2 separate regions of the Zea mays genome follow, and region 1 is linked to region 2. Evidence: chromatin contacts called from public Hi-C data. All regions are on one chromosome and are shown on one strand. The core of a region is the stretch at or near the end of the contact, and the rest is flanking DNA. Distances in the headings are between cores, read along the strand shown. Region 1 holds the start of LOC100284797 (glycoside hydrolase, family 28). Region 2 holds the start of LOC100383190.

Region 1 (5,545 bases), core at 2,902-5,401, 220 kb before region 2:
ACACTTGGTACTTCGAAGAGTGGCCAACCCAGATACATTGGGAAAACTTCAACTTAAATGGGAAGGTCCCTTCCTGGTGGTATCTTCATCAAGACATGGGTCATACAGGTTGAAAGACATGGATGGCAATGACATTCTAAGATCTTGGAATGCAGATGAGCTTCAAAGATATTATGTGTAAATTTTGTAATTTTCTTACTTTTCCTTATGGCACCCTTTTCCTTTCAAGAGGGGAGAAATGTTTTTAATGGGGCCATAGGTTGTAATTTTTATTTTTTGTGCAGCCCTATGCAATACAAGGACCAAATTCCCCCACATGTGAAGTGTAAAGATCTGGGATTACACCATCGAGTGTAAAAAAGTATGAAGAAGCTCCAAAGTCATACCTAAGGGGATGCAGAGCTAGAATGCAACCTAAGTGAAAGGTGAAGAAGCTCCAAAGTTGTTCCTAAGGAAATGTAGAGCTTAAATGTCACCTAAGTGTAAGGTGAATAAGCTCCAAAGTCGTTCCTAATGGGATGTAGATCTTAGCTCCAAAGTCATTCCCAAGGGAATGCAGAGCTGAAGTACCACCTAAGTAAAAGGTGAAGAGACTTCAAAGTCGTTCCCAAAGGGATGCAGAGTCTAGGTATGTGTTTGTGAGAGTTTCCTACCTTTGGCATACATTTGCACGCTTCATTACATCATCTTTTGCATTCATACAAACATGCATTAGACATCCATAGGTTCATCATCATAACATAAAGCACAAAAGCATTAACAGGAAAAGCAAAGGTTTCTATCTACGAAGATGTTTTGTCTCATTGCATATGAGGGAGCCGATGTTTTACTTTGCTCAAAAGGTGCTTCGATGTGAACGAAAAGAAGGGAAGGTGTTTTTCGCCTTCGGCTCAAAAAAGCTACAAGCATTGGTTTCGTCCACAGTAAAGCAGATAACGCACGGAGAAAAGGTAAAATAGCATTACAAAACATTTACAAATGTTTACAACTATTCATTCATAGTCAATTACAATTCTTCATCAAATAATACATCACTTTCCACAAAGAGTTTCCAAATAGTATTTCTACAGATATTAGCAACCAAAACTTCCAAAGTTTCCTCCGATGCTTCAAACATAGCTTCGGCTTGCTAGCTTTTGGTATCATCATCCCGAAGAATGACAAAGGCAAGTATTGCGGAACGTGGTAAGATAAAGTATAAAATAAAAGTACAAAGGTAAAAAGATTTTTTATACCTTGTTAAGCAAATTTCGGGCTTCATCTCCAGCCAGTTCTCAGTCGCCCTTTGCCCAGATCTAGGTAATAAATCGGTTACCTATGCTTCGGGCTTCGGCCGGAATGTCAACAAGGTCAGACGGAGACAGGCTAAAGTTTGGCCTGTTAACAGCCCTTGCATGGTTGCACCTGGCTTTTATGAAAGCAGCAGTCGTACCACGAGAAACTACTAGCGCACAGAAGTCATCGTTGCCAGTTATGACTTCATCGAGGACGTCAACTTCTTTCTCATTGTATTCAAGCGCTCTGGGGATATCTTCGGCAGAAGGATTGCCTTATTCGGATGCAGCTCCGACTAAATTGAATATACTTTTTAACTAAGCAATGCATCGGGTTGCAAAGTCAAAACATTTATTCTTAAGGGTTTTGAGTGCTTCACTCAGCTTCAGGTTCTTCTCAGCCTCAACCTTGATTGTCATGTTTAAAGCTTCGGTTTCACGATTGAACCGACTGGCAACTCTTTGCTTAATTTCTCATTTTGAGCTTGAGCTTTGGTAAGTAATCCTTTGGTTGAATGCAGCAAGTCATCTTTTTCTTTCAAAGAATCTTCAAGTTTTCTGATTTTATCTTCAAAACCTTTGACGACAACTTCATTCTTTCTATCTTCGTCATCTTGTTGCATTTTCAAGGCTTTGCTTAGAAATAAACTCTGAAAAATGAACTAAAAAGTTAGAATACCTAATCAACATGAAGATACCAACGGTAATTTGCAAAAGAGTCTTACTTTGATGTTCGAATAAAATAAGCTGTCAATGATGTGTTGACGTCTATAGCAGCTGATATCCTTATCCAGCTTCAGGAATCCAATGCTTTTAGACAAAGTGCTTATAATTTTAGCTCCGGCGCTATCGCAAATGCATCCCATAATTTCTTCATCAACCCCGCCAAAGAGCATTGATCTAGGCTGGTAGCCGCAGGATATGGCAAATTTTTTTAATTCTGATATGTCTTCTTTGGAAAGTTGTTGGCCGCCCAGGTGTTGTAGGTCGAAATTCATACATTCCAAAGAGGTTTCTTCAATTTTCTTCCCCTTATCAGAAGCCATTGCGGCTACATCTCTCTCTGCAACCACATCTGATATGAGTCCGTCGATTTCTGACAGGGTGGTTGCGAGATTCTCGGCTTCGGATGTGGCGGTAGCTTTGGCATCGGTGGGTATAGCAACTTTGCCTGCCGAAGCTGAGGGTGGGGTCCGTTCAATAGCTTCCATTATGTTCACATACGCCATTTCTTTTGACCCCCATTATTCCACTCGCCAGCCGAAGCAGTTTCCCTTGACTGCAAGAGGCCAGTCAGATCCAACCTTAGAGGACTAAGCAGTGCAAATGGGAAAGGTTCAGTCATTACCTTCAAAATCTCCGAGACCTCAGCAGCAGAAGACAAAGAAGGGCTCATAGCCTACTTCGTCACATCTTGTACCTTCGTCTCCTCAGAAGATATCTTGACAAGAGTGCGTCGAGGCGAACCAAATTCGTGTGTAGCGCATGGCCGTCAGATCAAAATTCCAGGAGTTAGTCCATTTCGTCCCCAGCTAAGTGGAAAGGCTCTATGTATCTATGGTAGTTTAGACTAGTGAAATAACCCTCTACAAATAGATAGGTGGGTTGTTGTAAACAACCATCTCTTTGTCTATCTCTCTTTTGGCTAGCTCATTTATATTTAGAAAACCCTAATTTCATTCTCTAGTTTTCGCAGTAGTTTAGCCTGAGATCCGCAGATGATTTGACTCTACATGTGTGTCTTTGTAATCTTCACCTCGTCGTTCAAAGGAAAGGTGGCCAGATCCATCCATAGGATTTGTTGAATCATGTGCTCTATTTTGTTTTTGCTGCAGTTTTGATTTGATTTTGTTCTTGCTCTCTTCTCTTTCATTTTCTCTTTGGATTGTGGAATAACCTTCGAGTTCTTGAGTTGGAGATTGTTTTGAAGTTTTTCTCTGGGTTTGATTCAGACCTTATACCACTAAGAAACTCTGGTTGCACAGTTTTTTGGTTGTGGATTGATTTCAAAGGCAAAACCCCAACAAAACCCTAAGTATGTTTGTATTTTCTGATCTGCGATTGATTTAAAAATTCATTTGAATTCAAAATTTGTGGAGACCTTGGAAACTCATTTGTTAAGGTGTGTGTAGAATTTCAGCTTAAGCGGAGTCTGTTTGGTTCAGTTTCACATTCGAAAAATGAATTTGGAGCTGCTGAAAACGGCAATAGATAGCGATACGATTTTGGGCAGATTCGGACTTTTCTGTGCCAGATACACGATATGTTCGTTTTGTTGGCCTTGTGTTAATCTTAAGAATATTTTGAAATAATAAGATCACCGGTTGGCTGACGCGCTTTTGGTTTGAGCAATTTCTTTATCTCGATTGAAGCTAAGTGCATAATTTTAATTCTTAGCAGCAAAACTTGATTGGCTTCCATTTACCTCCATGTGGTCACCTCACTGGTACTTCACACAATGCCAATGCAATGCACCAGCCGACGAAGCACCAACAGCACTTCACCAAATAATATGTATACTACCGAGTATTGACTACTAATTCGCGTGCACCAGCTAACTGAAACTAAAGTTTTTACATAGGAGCCTTCACTAAGCCGATATAAAGTACAAGCAATTAACCTTTTTCACAAACAAGTAATTAAGCGAAAGTTATTAAGAGCGTACATAATTCTTCTGTAGCTGCAAATGACATGCATAAGTACGCCGGACCGGTGAAAAGCGATCAGGCAACCGAAAGAGCTAGTCAGTAAAAGATACATGCTTTACCACTGGTACTGCATTAATTAATGAAGGAGCTAGTGCTGAACAGTGCGGCAAGGACTCCTATAAATTGGCTGCCGTGCCGCTACCATCCAATCCACTCCACTCCATCATCCCGTGCCTCACGAGTCACGAGTCACTCCAGGTCCAGGCTGAGCAGCAATGGCGCCGCGAACGCTCGGCCTCAACGCGGCCCCGCTCCTCCAGGTACGTAACGTAACTCACTGCCCCGAAACTCTCACCGCGTTCGTTCGTGGCGGCCGCGTGCGTGTTCCTTCTTCCTCCTGCGCTAGCTGCGCGGTTCTGCTCTTCAGTACTCCTCTTGTCCTGACAGATCTCATCTAGCTCCCAGCTGAAAGTTTCACGCCTTTCCGGTCATTATGTGCGCATGGAGGTGCTGAAAAGAAAAGTGCCGTCTTTTTGCCTCACAAACCAGAATGTTTTTTTTTTCAATTCAAGATCAGAATTTTTTTCCCCAGTCCACCGAACCAGATCGATCAGGTCATGTATGTGGTAGCAGCCAGTTGTTGATCTGAAGCACACTCCTGTTTCCTGGAACAGATTCTGCGGTCCCTGTGCCTCCTGGCCCTCGCCGCGGCGGCGGCGGTGTCCGGGCGGCGCCACGGGGCCTCCCCGGCGCGCGGCAGCGGGCAGAGCATGTACCTGGCGCCGGCCTGCCGGGCGCACACGGCGTCGGTGGCGGACTTCGGCGGCGTGGGCGACGGCACCACTTCCAACACCGCGGCGTTCCGGTCCGCGGTGGACCACCTGTCGCAGTACTCGGGCGAGGGCGGCGGCGGTGGCATGCTGTACGTGCCCGCGGGCAAGTGGCTGACGGGCCCCTTCAACCTGACCAGCCACTTCACCCTCTACCTCCACCAAGACGCCGTCATCCTCGGCTCCCAGGACGTAGGCGAGTGGCCAATCGTGGATCCCCTGCCTTCTTACGGAAGAGGGAGGGACAAGGTCGGAGGGAGGTTCGCTAGCCTCATCGGCGGATCGAACCTGACCGACGTAGTCATCACTGGCAGCAACGGGACGATCGATGGGCAGGGCGCCATGTGGTGGTCCAAGTTCCACAAGAACCAGCTCAAGTACACGCGCGGCTACCTCATCGAGCTGATGCACTCGGACACCATCTACATCTCCAACCTGACGCTGCTCAACTCGCCGGCGTGGAACATCCACCCAGTCTACAGCAGCAACATCGTGGTGCAAGGCATCACCATCCTGGCGCCGACCAACTCGCCCAACACCGACGGCATCAACCCAGACTCCTGCTCTCACGTCCGCATCGAGGACTGCTACATCGTGTCGGGCGACGACTGCGTGGCCATCAAGAGCGGCTGGGACGAGTACGGCATCTCGTACGGGATGCCCAGCCAGCACATCGTCATCCGCCGCCTCACGTGCGTGTCCCCGACCAGCGCCGTCATCGCGCTGGGCAGCGAGATGTCGGGCGGCATCCAGGACGTGCGCGCCGAGGACATCACGGCGATCAACACCGAGT
Region 2 (6,109 bases), core at 991-3,490:
CATGGTCGCGGACGTGATTGGCAAGGAGTACACACGATCCACGGCTAATTCTGTAGTAAGCATGCCAAATGCTTGGAAGGGTCGGGACGGGGAGAGCGATGGCGATGGGTCTGGTGGCCGCAAGGACAGTGTTGAAGAGGCAGAGTAGTTCCTGTGCTCCATGCTCGGGGATAATTCCGAGCTTGGCATGGGTGTTGTTAGAGACGTGCCAGGTGAGCCTGTGAGGCATTTTTTCACTTGCTGGTCTATAGTTGTCCGTTCAGAATTCTTCATTTTGACCAATCGGTGCCATGCCGCCGTTTTCATGACTCGACTGAATTCTGGAATATAGACCTTTAATTTGTAAACCCTATGCCCTTAGATGCAGCGAATGTTCAAAAGATATATATACAGATGTTCTATTAGGAGCAACATATTACAAGAACATGAAAATGGATCCTTTAGATTAAATATTCAGTGATTTTTTAGCAAAGATCTTATGAAAAGAATGAACTTCTGGCTTATTGTTGCCTACTATTTGCTCATGCTCCAGCCTCCAGCTAATTTCAGTGCCCGCCACAGAAGATGAAGCATGGGCTATTCAAGCTCAAGAGTCAAGGTGGAAGAGATTTTGACATATCCGTAGAAATGAAGTTCTACTAATTTCACTTACATACATAGGCATATGACTGGTGCTTGTTTTCTACTTGAACTTAGGTAGCAGTCGTGGTTCGTTCTCGATAATACTACTTGCTTTTTTTACACAATTGGCGTTAATGACACAGGTTGTATGGTCCTTGATGAACAAACAATATCTGGGGTCATAGATTGTCTGCATGCATGCTAGATGAGAAAAAAAATAGTTGGCCTAAAACAACGTGTTTCTGTACTGGTTGATCTGTTTTTGCAGGGTAGCTAAGAAGTTTCGCAACTAATCATTTGCCTTTTGGACAACCGTGTTGAAACAAGGATCGGTCCCGCATCTATACATGTCATTAGCCACACAACTCAGGAAAACCTTAGTCCCCCATTTGGTTCTCCTAAACATACATATTTTTTCTTAGAAATATCTTAGAATTATATTTTTGGGTGTATCAGCATGAGCATGAGCATGAGGTGTAAAATCATTGCAGATCCGTAAAAAGCTAGAATGATGCTTGGATCGAACTTATCCTTGATCATGATTTGTGGTGCTAAGGGAACAGTGATAGATTGATTTGAGGTTTGCAGGTGTAATCATGTGTATAATAACCTTTTTTATTTTTCCTCTGTCCGTGTGGTGTAGTACCTGAAAAGCAAAATGATGCCTGCATTTGTTGTGCTTATTGCTGTTAAATATTTTTCTAATTCTAACAGGTCAGTGCCTTGCTTCCTAGCTGTAGCTAGAATGCATGGCCTTATACTTTTATCTGCTTTGCTTGGCCTCTACATCAGACAGAGCCTTGAGGGCATTCATTCATGTGGCCAAGTATTGGTTTGTAATCTCCCTTGCTGGTGAATTCCTAGAGACAATTTGGGGATTTGTTGTGATGAGAAGGTTTTATTGGGCTTTTGGGCCCGGGGAGTCACGTGTTGTGATCTCATCACTCCTCAAGTGCCATCTTGGCGTTCTGCACTTGAATGGTGATGGTTCGTGAGATGTGATTAGGAGTGGTAATGGATTATGTCTTTTCACAATTTGTTTGAATCCTTTAATTAATTTTAGTTCAAAAGTGAATAAAAATAAAACATGATTCTGATCCGATCTGATCCTTAATTTTATAGTGTAAAATTTATAGATCGTTACCACCCTATATGTGATTGAGAATTTAAGATTAATGGATTTGACTTCTGACCAGTTGTTGTCTGCTAATGTCCCGTTTACTGGAATCCTAAGAGAGGACTGAAGAACAAACCTAACAACATGGTACATACAATATTTGTAGCCTAGACGTCGCTCTCCATGCTCCTCACCTCGTGGCAACACACGGACACATACCTATTTATATATAAGTTATCATGGTATTATATGTCTCCATTGCAATGCACGGGCACCCACCTAGTTTACATTATAAGAGTAAAGATATGACGAAAACTCGATCATTTCCACTGTATTTTTTACACAAAATTTTCAAATAGCGGATTAGTGATGAATTTTCTTAAATAAGTATTAGCGTGCTAGATCGGGTTATTTAACAATCAAATCTCTACAGACACCTCTAGCGGATTAGTGACGTCAGCGCGCGCATCGCACACGCGTCTCCTCCCTCTGCTCCCAGTCTCCAATCTCCTCCCTTCCCCACTGCGGCGGAAGTCCACCAAAGCGAAACCAAGAGCGGCCCGACCAGATCCACCTTCTTCCTCCCCCCTTCATGCAACCAAACCCTAGGGACTAGGGCTAATTCCCCTCCTCCTCCTACTCCATGGCCTCGGATTTCGACGAGACCGACGAAGCCTTCTTCGACAAGCTAGTCAACTCCGACGACGACGACGATCCCCCGGCCGCCGCCGCCGTGGGGGGGCTCGCTGCGCTATCGCTGACCGATCAACCCGACGCGCCGCCGCCTCGCGAGTCCGAGCCTCGTGACCAGCCTGCTGCTGCTGCTGCGGCGGCAGCGGCACCGACGGAGGATGCGGAGCGTGAGCCCTCGCCGGAGGTGTATCCTGCGGCCGTGCTGCTGCATCCGCCCCCCGACCTCGCTGCCACCGTCGGGGCAGATCCGGCCGGGGACCTCCTGCCGGAAGACGGAGAACCCTTCTCCGGGGCCGCGGCTGTGCCAGAGGATCATCAGGGCCTGGAGCCGTCGCTGTCGTCGTCTCTCTCAGCAGGCACCGGCGATGGCAGCGCGCCGGATCGCACCGTCTCTGGCCACACGGAGAGCAATGCCAGTTCCCAGTTGGATTCCAGCACAGCTGCGGAGGGGTCTGGGCATCAGAGCGCCAAATCGCAGCTGGAGTACACGGATCCCAGGTATCTAGAGAGCCTCTACCCTGGCTGGAAGTACGATGACGCTACGCAGCAGTGGTATCAGGTAGATACTCTCAGCGCGCAGAGCTATGCTGCTCAGAATACTGGTGCTGCTGTGGCAGACCATAGGAGTGATGGTGACCTTCAGCAGAAGTTTGGTGGTTCTTACCTGCAAAACACTTCACACGCAGGGACTGGGCTTGAACACAGGCAGACGGCTTCTCAGCCTGAGACTGAGGCTGGCAATCAGCCTGCAGTGGCACCACAGAAAGAGGGGGAGGCACAGTGTGAACCCAAGCCGATGCATACAGAGGTGGGATATGGGGAGAGCAATGCCACTTCCCAGTTCGATTCCAGAGCTACTGCTGAGGGATACGGGGATCGGAGCGCTGATGCGCAGGTGGAGTACACTGATCCCAGATATCTAGAGAGCCTCTACCCTGGCTGGAAGTACGACGAGGCCACACATCAGTGGTATCAGGTAGATACCCTCAACACACAGACTTATGCTGCTCGTGATACTGGTGGTGCTGTGGCAGACCTTGCGAGTGGCGGTAGTGTTCAGCAGCACCAACAGTTTAGTGGTTCGTACATACAAAACACTTCACATCCAGAGCCTGCTCTTGAGCTTACAGAGCCGACTTCTGAGTCAAAGCCTCAGCTTGAGCCTGCGGCGGCCCCTCCTCAGACCGATGCTTATCCTGCGGTGGCATCACATAAAGAGGAGCAGAAAGAGCATGGATCTGTACCGGTGCATACTAAGCCTGAAGCTCAGGAGATTCCTGCCAATGCTGGTGATACTGCCACAGTGACAGAGGGTGGGTCCCCAGGGTCAGAGAAAGGCATCCATACCGCCGTCAAGCAAGTGCAGTGGAACGACTTTGGTGCCAGCACTGGTGGGGCGGATCTATTTGGTGACCTCCTGCCCGATGGAGCTGAAGATGACTTCTTTGAGGGCACCGTCCCTGTCAGCCAAGACGTCTCATCCTTGGTAGGTGCTACAAATGTTAGCGCACCAGATCACAGCTTCTCTGCAGGAGTGTATAACACTGCCATGATTAGTGCTGGACACAGCTTCTCTGACGGAGTTGATAAAAATGCTAACTCTCATTTCGGTCCCAGTGGAAGTAGTGCAGGGTACGGGGATCAAAGCACTAATGCACAGTTGGGCTCCACTGATCCCAAATACCTGGAGAGCCTCTACCCGGGGTGGAAGTATGATGAGGCGACACAGCAGTGGTATCAGGTAGATACCCACAGTGCACAGAGTTACGTTGCTGATAATACTGGTGCTGTTGTAGCCGTTGGGAGTGACAATACACAGCAACATCAGCAGCAGTTTAGTGCATCGTACTTGCAAAACAATTTACATGCAGCACTTGAAACCATTGCGGAAGAGAGCAGCACCAATGCCATGAGCTGGGTCCAGGGTGGGACCAACACAGGACCCCCAGAATACCCACCGAACATGCTGTTCTACGCAGAATACCCAGGATGGTACTTTGACACCAACACTCAACAATGGCAAACACTTGAGTCATACCAGCAAAGTGTTGCACATGTTGCAACTACTGCAGCAGCCTCAGATGGGTTCGCAGGGACATGCCATAATGTAGCTCATTACACTGAGGATTCTTATGCAAGTAGCTATAACCAGCAGAGCCAGTGGCAACCGGATTCGTTCGGTAATACCATGCAGGCTGATGTTTTGGGGGGCAAGAGCTTGCTAGGTAGTTCCTATGGTTCTAATCAGCAGGCTGGGAATCAGATTGGGCAACAGGCCAATGTGGACTCTTTAAATCACGAGCCTCATGTAAATACATTTATGCCTTCTACAGGTCAATCCACTGGTAGTGAGGGAAATCAGGCTAGCTATAAGAGTTTCGGATCTTTTACAGGGAATCAGAGTTGGTACAGTGGTTTGGAGCATTCTACAAGTAAGGAATTAAGGTACAAAGGATTTGAACCTTCAACAGGTTTCCAGACTAGTCGCAAGGAATTCCAGCCTCCTAAAGATCACCAGGCTGGTCACATGGCAGATGAACCTTTGACAAGATATGGGTATGGTAGTTCAAATGGGGTCGTCAATACACAAAATTTCGTACCAAAAGAGGGTATGCACAAGACACAAATGCATGATGACTCCACTGCGCATACTTATGCTGCAAGCAACTATTGGGGTACTCAGACCTCCATGGGCAGTGCTCAGCAGCAACTGACTGGTACAAATGGTCCATCCCAACAGTTTGGTTTCTCACCACATGAGCAGAGATCATCAGCTGGACGCCCACCACACACTGTGGTATCCTTTGGATTTGGGGGGAAGCTTGTAGTTCTTAAAGAAACCAGCTCTATGGCTGCAAACTTTGACAGCGGAAATCAGGTACCACAATTATTTTCTTGTAGCATTCTTGCTGTAATGAGTTGTAACTAAAAGTTTTTTGTTGCTGCAATCCAAGGGCAATTCTGGTCGAACGGTATCAGTTCTTAATATTCCAGAGATTGTTGCTGATAAAATTGATCATTCAAGCATCGCTAACGGTGGTGCATTTAGCTACTTCCATGCTTTGTGTCGCCATCCTATTCCTGGCCCTCTTGTTGGTGGAAGTGCTGCATCAAAGGATCTGAATAAATGGCTTGATGATATGAGTGGCGTATATGAATCTTCTCAGACAGAATTCCAGGGAGGGGATGTTCAGAAGGTGCTTATTTCGTTGTTGAAAATATTGTGCCAACACTATGGAAAGCTTCGTTCATCCTTTGGGTCTGACCCGTCACAAGAGGTATTTTTTGCCCGTCTTGCTTGACTATGTTAAACTATTGATCCTGTATGCAGATAATTTTTCAATAGGGGTAAAATCGTCTTTTCACATGGAAGTTGACACCGTTAGAGATCAGAACTAATGTTTGTGTCATATAGGGAATCAAATTTACATCAAGTGTCAAATATGGAAGATTTATATTTTGAGGGTCATGAAATGAACCATGAATTTTTCTAGTGTCAAATAAGGAATTGTCTCTTTTATGAGTTGTGATCCAAATAAATGTGATGAATGGATAATCAATAGAGTACTGCATAGAAATCTGAGAAGAAAATTGTCGGGGGCGAGTGCCTCGTGTATGACACGGCGTTGGATGATTGAGATGCGACGAGTATCCAAACAATTGGATCTGTCCGACCCT

The links. Hi-C and Micro-C count contacts between places; a contact is called where the count stands out from the background.
Region 1: a Hi-C map of tassel shows a contact between it and region 2, with 3 times the contacts expected there. The contact joins the promoter of LOC100284797 here to the promoter of LOC100383190 in region 2. A contact is called at or near these places in 9 of 25 Hi-C or Micro-C datasets (bundle sheath, ear, endosperm and 3 more).

The regions. Positions count from the first base shown.
Region 1 is chr6:65,406,560-65,412,104 of Zm-B73-REFERENCE-NAM-5.0, reverse strand. LOC100284797 (glycoside hydrolase, family 28) reads left to right here and starts at 4,151. Exons shown (of 2, transcript NM_001157692.1): 1 at 4,151-4,242; 2 at 4,597-5,545. The coding sequence starts at 4,198.
Region 2 is chr6:65,184,953-65,191,061 of Zm-B73-REFERENCE-NAM-5.0, reverse strand. It overlaps LOC100383190, which reads left to right and starts at 2,240. Exons shown (of 13, transcript NM_001361953.1): 1 at 2,240-5,309; 2 at 5,386-5,709. The coding sequence starts at 2,382.